2 separate regions of the Sus scrofa genome follow, and region 2 is linked to region 1. A link is a contact called in public Hi-C data. All regions are on one chromosome and are shown on one strand. The core of a region is the stretch at or near the end of the contact, and the rest is flanking DNA. Distances in the headings are between cores, read along the strand shown.

Evidence for each region. A called contact is a pair of places that touch in the nucleus more often than the background predicts.
Region 2: a Hi-C map of liver shows a contact between it and region 1, with 1.7 times the contacts expected there. The contact joins the promoter of MTTP here to the enhancer-like site in region 1. A contact is called at or near these places in 1 of 5 promoter capture datasets (liver), 7 of 47 Hi-C or Micro-C datasets (fetal skeletal muscle, liver, psoas muscle and 1 more) and 1 of 2 datasets of contacts at active chromatin or transcription factors (skeletal muscle).

What each region holds. Positions count from the first base shown.
Region 1 is chr8:120,825,421-120,829,180 of Sscrofa11.1, forward strand. MTTP (microsomal triglyceride transfer protein) reads right to left here. Exons shown (of 18, transcript NM_214185.1): 16 at 104-228. Among named protein-coding and RNA genes, the nearest start is that of MTTP, 44 kb to the right of the region's middle. Within about 2 kb of position 1,256, at least 7 of the 83 cell types and tissues checked have an H3K27ac peak or open chromatin away from gene starts, as enhancers often do. A contact at or near this core is called in fetal skeletal muscle, liver and skeletal muscle, where this site is marked.
Region 2 is chr8:120,869,657-120,873,264 of Sscrofa11.1, forward strand. It overlaps MTTP (microsomal triglyceride transfer protein), which reads right to left and starts at 1,812. Exons shown (of 18, transcript NM_214185.1): 1 at 1,697-1,812. The coding sequence starts at 1,757.

The sequences.
Region 1 (3,760 bases), core at 6-2,505:
TAATTACAAATAGAAAGCCTAGGTTTTGATAGGTCAGAAGGTTAAACAATTCCAAAAAGCTATCTCTGCGGTTCTTTGCATAGAGCATTAGACTTATGCTTACCGATTTTTCACTCGGGTCTTTGACTCACGATACCACAGACTAAACTCCATTGAACCTGAAATATCAATAGCTAGACCACCCTGGACCTCCATATTGGCCTTAAGTCCAGATTGCAACTGAAGCTCCTAGAAACAAAAATGTATAATAATAGTCAGAAGGAGGAGGAGAAGAAAAAGAGGAAGAAGCACAAAATTTGGCCAGCCCCTTTCCAAAGGCACATTCAACCTCCTGCTCTACATAATGCCACTGAGTTGTGTTAATGTTGATGTCTTTCTCTAAGCTTGGAAACACATTCGAATCTTAATCACCAGAAGATTACTGATGTGCTAAATCATTTAGTCAATTAAAATACTAAAGTAGTTTAGAGTCCATTGAGAAGGGGCTTTCTTTCCATCCTTGCCGCACTTTGGAAGGGGCCATGTTTCTCAAAGTGTGGTTCCCTGACAATTAACATGAGCATCCAGGGAACGTGTTAGAGATGCAAGCCCCATACCCACTGAGTTAGAAACTAATAACTAATCTGACCCCAGAAATCTGTGTTTTACTAAGCCCTCATGTGATTCTGATGCACCCAAATGTGAGAACCACCAGACTAGGGAAAATGAAGGCATCTCCGTGAGGAATTCCGCGTGGCTTTGGGGTAGGGGTGAGAGGTGGGGACAGATGATCTCTCGAAGTCCTTTAGCACTTCTGTAGTTATGTGCTGTGTCAAATATAGTAAACTGCATCCCGCTGGCAAATGAAAGGCAGGATGAAAACTGCCAGAGCAGTATCCTAGTTCCAGGGATTGCCTAGGAAAGGAAAGCTAAGGCAAGGCAACTTAACTAAGCCTTTATACTTTATTGTTCGACCTTTGAAGTGACAACAAAATAACAAGACCAACACAAACTCCAAAGCATATTCCAGAGGACAGGATTCATTTATAAACATAGTCCTTCCTCAGCAATTCTGTAGTTGTCTGAAACCCATTGTTTTATGCTGTTTGCCAGCATTTACACTTTAATTCTCACAATTTCTATGTACATTAGATGGGGTGGTGCTGGCTGAAAACTTTTGCAGCTGGATTGGAATCAGATTGCCTGGAGACAGTGTGGGAAATGATAACAGTTCTGGGAAAAAGGCTCAGTACTCTTAATTTTGATATTCCTCCAAAGATCTTAGGTTCATGGCAACTGGCAGCATGACTAACTTCTTTATGTAACTGCCCTACTCAGACCAAACAAGCCATGCTTTCTTTCCCCAACTATGAATGCCATGATTTCACTTTCTAGAAAGGATTGTGTTGATCCTTGATTTCCCTGACTTCTCTCTACTTTGCAAAAATGAGGCAAGAAATCCCAGTCACAGAACTTGATTTACTGGAAAAAGTCTGAATGGGGCAGGAAACTACCTTCAGTCGGAAAGACACTTGGATGAAGGCATGAGATTCTCCACACTGGGCTCAGGACGCATTAGGAAAGAGCCCTGAGGATCCTTACTGCTACATTAGGTCTAGAACGGGATGTTTTGTTGTAAGATGCGGGGGGTTCCTCGGGCATCATAACTAATCTGAAGGAATACACAGTATCCTGACAAAACCACAATGACCATGTCCTAATTGTAACCTATGCTCTAAGCTGCAGAATCAAGGTATGCACTCTAATTGTGATCATTCCCAAATAAACCCTACTGGGTGCCAGTCTTTCTTTTCTTTGGCTCACGTTCTCTGTTTCCAGTTGGAACACGATAATCTTGTTCGCCAACTCAGCAGAGGTCCGTGACATGGACTTTGGCTTTCCCACTGACGTACATTATGTAGATGTCAAAACACACCAAGTCCCATGGAAAAGAACATTTCACGGCTACTAGACCATGTGCCTTTTGTGGGGAGAGAGCATTTCCACTGCAGTGTGGGTTTTGAGGAACACCTCGGCTTTCTGGGAAAACTCCACTTCTCTCATGCCAAGGCATCACAGGAGAATTCTTGTGTATAGTCACAGAGAAATTTGCTTGGACCCCCACAGAAGGACAGACCACAGATCCCTATAGAAGGACACACTTCTCTTTCCTTTGTGAAAAGGACTAAACCACATAGTGCAGTGGTTCTAAGTTATGAAGAGTAAAAAAATAAGGAGAACTTATTATTCACTTCTTGCACCCCCAAGCCTCTATATTTGATATCTCATTTAATTCCCATACTAATTTTCCATGGTAGGTATTATATCTGAAGATTGGAAAGAAAACCCAGGCTAGGAGATTACATGTGGAGCTAGAATGAATACCCAGACTATTTCTAGTGGGGAAACTTTTCTAATACCATACATGGCTATCATGAAATTACAGTTCTTGTTTGTCTCCTACTGCGTGAGGAAGCCTATTCTGAGAAATATTGCAAAAAAAAGATAAAGCATAGGGTAATGTCCTTGTTTGACCCAGAGCACATATTTATTTAAATTCTTGTCTATAGGCTAGAAGAACAAGATGCTTGAGCTTTGTATTTGTTGCTCATATGACCCCTTTGATCTTTTACTTTTGGTCCCATGGGTTTTCTTATAGTTCAGACACTGGTATTTTGACAGCTCATCCCATTGCTTCCATTCAGGAAAATATGTTCTGGCTAAAGAGGATCCCCCTATTAATCTAACTTTATCAGACATCCTTCTCTGAAGACTAATCCAATTAGCTGAAAAGAGAGAGAGAGGAGGGTGAGCGAAGAGTAATTCCATCTGCCCTGGGGCTGTGACAGGCCATCCACTGCCAAAATTTCCTCCAATGTCAGCACTTGACCTAGAGTGGTATGTGCCTCTGTAGCTGGGATGGCATTACTGGAGTGCTCTGCAGAGGCAGGGAGACTCAAACAGCTTATTTGTATATAAACCCACATCTGCTACATACTCCATTCTAACAAATGCTGGCACTAGGTTCTGTTTAATAGCTAAGGGAAGATGTCGCTCATAGAATGTGCCCATGGTGCCATGGCTTAGTGAATAGAAAAAACCTTACAAGATCATGTAGATCAGGGGTTGGCAAACACTGGCCAGCAGGCAAATCTGGCCCTCTGGCTATTTTTGTAAATAAAAAACTTATTGGAGCAGTGCCATATTCATATGTTAATATACCACTCTACAATGAGCAGAGTTGAGTAGTTGCAACAGAGACCCTTGTGTCTTACAGAGCCTGAACTGTTTACTTTTTGCCCTTTACATTAAAAGTTTGCTAGCCCTGCTCTAGATTACCACTATGTTAGCATCAAGTTTTATAACTCAATTCAGACCCTTAGGTATTGTTGATGGGTAGGTGAGTCCAGACAGATGGTACTGAACTGTAATTATTCCTGCATCTTCAAATGTGGACTACTTTCTCAGCGCTCTTAGGCATTCTTCAGAGATGTTCTTTCATTAAGAATGCATCTCCCCAGGAGTTCCTCTGTGGCTCAGTGGGTTAAGGACCCAACTGTCACTGCTGTGGCTTGGGTCACCCCTGTGGCACAGGTTCAATCCCTGTCCCGGGAACTTTCACATGCCACAGGCACAGCTGAGAATTCTTTATAGAGAATGCATCTTCCCAGAGATGCATTGGAATATACATATAATACTGCAATGGAAATGTGCATTGTAAAATTCTGATATAAACTGACAACAATTTTTCATGCATAAGCTCAAGGATTAAGGTATGAGA
Region 2 (3,608 bases), core at 562-3,061, 45 kb after region 1:
TAAACCCAGGCTTGGAAGGGAGCCTTTGGCATTGTGTACATACGCCGTATCTTTTTTCAGTAACATTTGCAAAAAGTAAGGTATTTTGTTATCTTTTCTCAAATTTTGCCCCTAAATTGCATAAGCTTCAGGATCTAAAATTCTGGGTTTGCCACTGAGCTTATACAACAAACTGTAGCTCTCTGTTATGTTCTAGGTCATAGCTCCCTGCATGCCATTGTCCATTGTCATGTGTGTGTGTGTGTGTGTGTGTGTGTGTATTTTTAAATCTTTATAAGAGCATGTATTTAAAAACATCAAGTTATCCAATGTGCTCACTTGCAAGGTGGGGAAAAAAAGAGAACACCACAATAGCTACTATATCTCAATTGTTTTTTGTAAAATCATGGTATAAGGTCTTATCTCATGGTATATAAATCAATCGTATTTCAAATATTCAACAGTGTACTTGACAGATAACAAAAATAGTAAGCTCTCTGTATAACAATTACCTATCAAGTGTAAGTTACAAAACTTTTTCTCATTAAAATTTGTTTTCATCCAACTAAGGGTTGTACGTTTAAATACAAAATACTTGAGAAACTACTAAAATATATATATATTATCTCAGGTTCTTTAGTTCAAGAACCTAAAGTGTGATTTGCTTGGGTGAAATAATTTAGTCCCCATTTATTGTTCTGGTAACAAAGATGGTCTCTTGTCCTCAAGTGGAAATTTTCAACGCAAAAAATCTTGAGATAAACTTTATGAAAAAAAGAAAGCCAGTTATCCCTAAAGGGCTTTATAAGTTTAAAAGTGAATTGTTTATATCAGTTACTTAGGGTTCACAGTGAGTGAAATCGCATCCTATCATGCTGAGTTATGTGTTAGATCAACTGGCATTCATGGTGAATTATCTTAAGAGACTCTAAAAAGTGATCATTTTACAGGTACAACATCTAGAAATTCACCGCATATATAAATGAATTGACTTAAAACAAGATTCCCTATGAATACATTGCATACAGTTTTTTGGAAACCATTACTCATAAAATGTTTATTTCCTCTGAAAGATATCAATCCTTAGGTGTTTTAAAATCAGTTTTATCTTGAAATAGAATCTAAAATGACTAACACTATTTTTCCAAAGATAATGTCTTATTTCTTAAAATCTATATCATGTCGTTTTATTTTCTGTAATTCATAACCGTGATAATTCTCTTTTGAATGGTAATGGAATTAAATACAGACTTTACCATTTCATTCATAATTCTCTGTCAAGTCAAATGCCTTTTTCATTGGATCTAATTCTTCTTGATGTCCCATTGCTAAGCAACTAGAAGGAAATTTAAGAACTGGTTTTTTAAGCCCACTTTTACAATTCAAATGAAGGAGCTGCATTCATTGAGTGACCAACAGCAGAAGGTAACAATAGCTGGCATCTTTTTTCTCCCTTTTTAAAAATACACCATGAATGAGAGAATGAAGCAAGAAACTAAAAGGAGCCTCTGTTTTCTTAATGTATGTAGGAATTTGAATTTGATTTTCATTCCAACCCAGTCCTGCCTTCACCAACATTCCAAAGTTCCATGGTTTTGAAGATGGCTTAAAGAGTTAGTTAGGACTCTCTCACTACACTACACACACCCACCCACCCACACAATTTTCCCCCTCAAGGATTAAAATTATAGTTTAGCAAAAGGCAACACGAACGTACCTTTAACCGAAGCTGAATATGAGGAAATGAAGCAGAGAAAAAGCACAGCAAGAAGAATCATATTGACCAGCTCCCCTCTAGTGCATCCAGTTCCAAGCGAGGAGTCACTGAGAAGTGGATTCTTGCGGTGGCAGCAAGGGAGTGACCCTCCTCGAACCTGCAACAATGTTTATCTTTGGGGGAAAGGTCAGATTCCAAACTCCAAAATCAGGACCTAAGTTCACAGAAGGGCCCACTATTAATGATTAAACTTTGGTGGGCTCCGGTTTCCAATCTCTCACTCTTTTTATTTATTCTTTACTCAATAAGGAAGACCAAGAAAAAAATGTCACTTTTGAGAGTTCAAGTAAACCAGTCTACCATCCTTTAAATTCAGAAGTACTGATAGACATTCAAGGAAAACTGATGATGATACTTTTCTGCTCCAAACATAAATCATCCTCATTCCCGTAACATCAAATGCCTGTCTTCACATTTACCACTTTACGTGGGAAGGTGGTGAGGAATTGCAAACTCAAATACATTTCATTGAATTTTATTGTCTTGTATGGTCATCTGGAGTTTTTTAATACCATGTGTATGCTATTATTAAAAAATCATTCTGAATTATAGGATTTAAATTTAAAAATTTTTACTTCCACCACCAATCCCTTCAAAATAATGTTAAAATGATAAAACTGATTTCTGAAACCTAGATGATTCTCCTTACGTGTGATTCTTATGTGTCTGTCATTATTAGCACACTAGCAAGCAGTTGAGTTTATCACAGTAGACCTCTAACTACCCCTATGACAAGAAACACTTATCTTGAGTCCCCAAACCAACTGGATGGAATCCCCTGTGCTTTCTGAATCCTAATTCTAGGAAGAAATTCAAGAGGGGAATTCCAGCCCTTAACAATTTTGCTGCGGAAAATTAATTAGGAAACTTCTCTACAATTAAAGCAAGTAACTTAGTGTGAGTGGAGCCACACGAATGAAACCCACTTTTGTCCTTGGAAACTCCTGCAATATAAACCTGATGTGAACAAAACCTATTGAAACAGGGTGGTTGTGGGGAGCATATGGGGATGTTTTGGCAAAGGAACGAATAAGGTGCTGGCAAAGGGCTATTTGAATGAACTAGAAAATACTTATAGCCATAAAATGGGTTCTTAAGCATAGAATGAGGGTCTTAATTTTACCCTCATCTTTCTCTAAAGCCTCTTCTAGAATCCTAACCTTAAGTTCAAATCTTCTAGACAACCCAGGTAAAAGATAGTCAACTTGATAGAAAGGGCTACAAGATGAAATCTAAAATTTTAAAATCTCCAGAGTTAAGCGTATTTCTCCTTGAATTATGTTTTATATAAAGATCTTAAACGTGGAAATTGTTCACCTTTACTGTCTATTGAGATTAGAATTTCACTTGTTAACCTGTTTTATATATAAATCTTGGCTAAATTACCTACACAAAAAATATTTGGTTGTGACTATCACCTTAAAGATATAAATAATTTGTCTTGGGGTAAACAGAAAATGGTCTTAGAAAATTAACTGTTGAAGAAATGTTTTTATGAATAGTGGGCTTTACAAATACAAGGTAATGTGAAAAGCGCTTTAGTGCTTTACATTTGAATAGATTTTTGTGTATTCCCACAATTTCTGCATTACATGCACAGTAACACGAAGCCACTATAGTCACTTAAGCTTTAAATACTTACTTATTCAAATTAAGGACTACCTGGAATCATGTGAAAACTGCCTTTCGTATTCCACTTGAGGCTCACAGTGACATGTTTATGGTTAGACTATGTGGTGCATGATACGTGTCTCTTCGGGTAAAGTACCATTTGTTGTCAGGTGTTTATCAGAGTCCAACCAATAAAAGGCATATCACTATTGCCTAACAAATTAAATGCTGTTTCATTTGT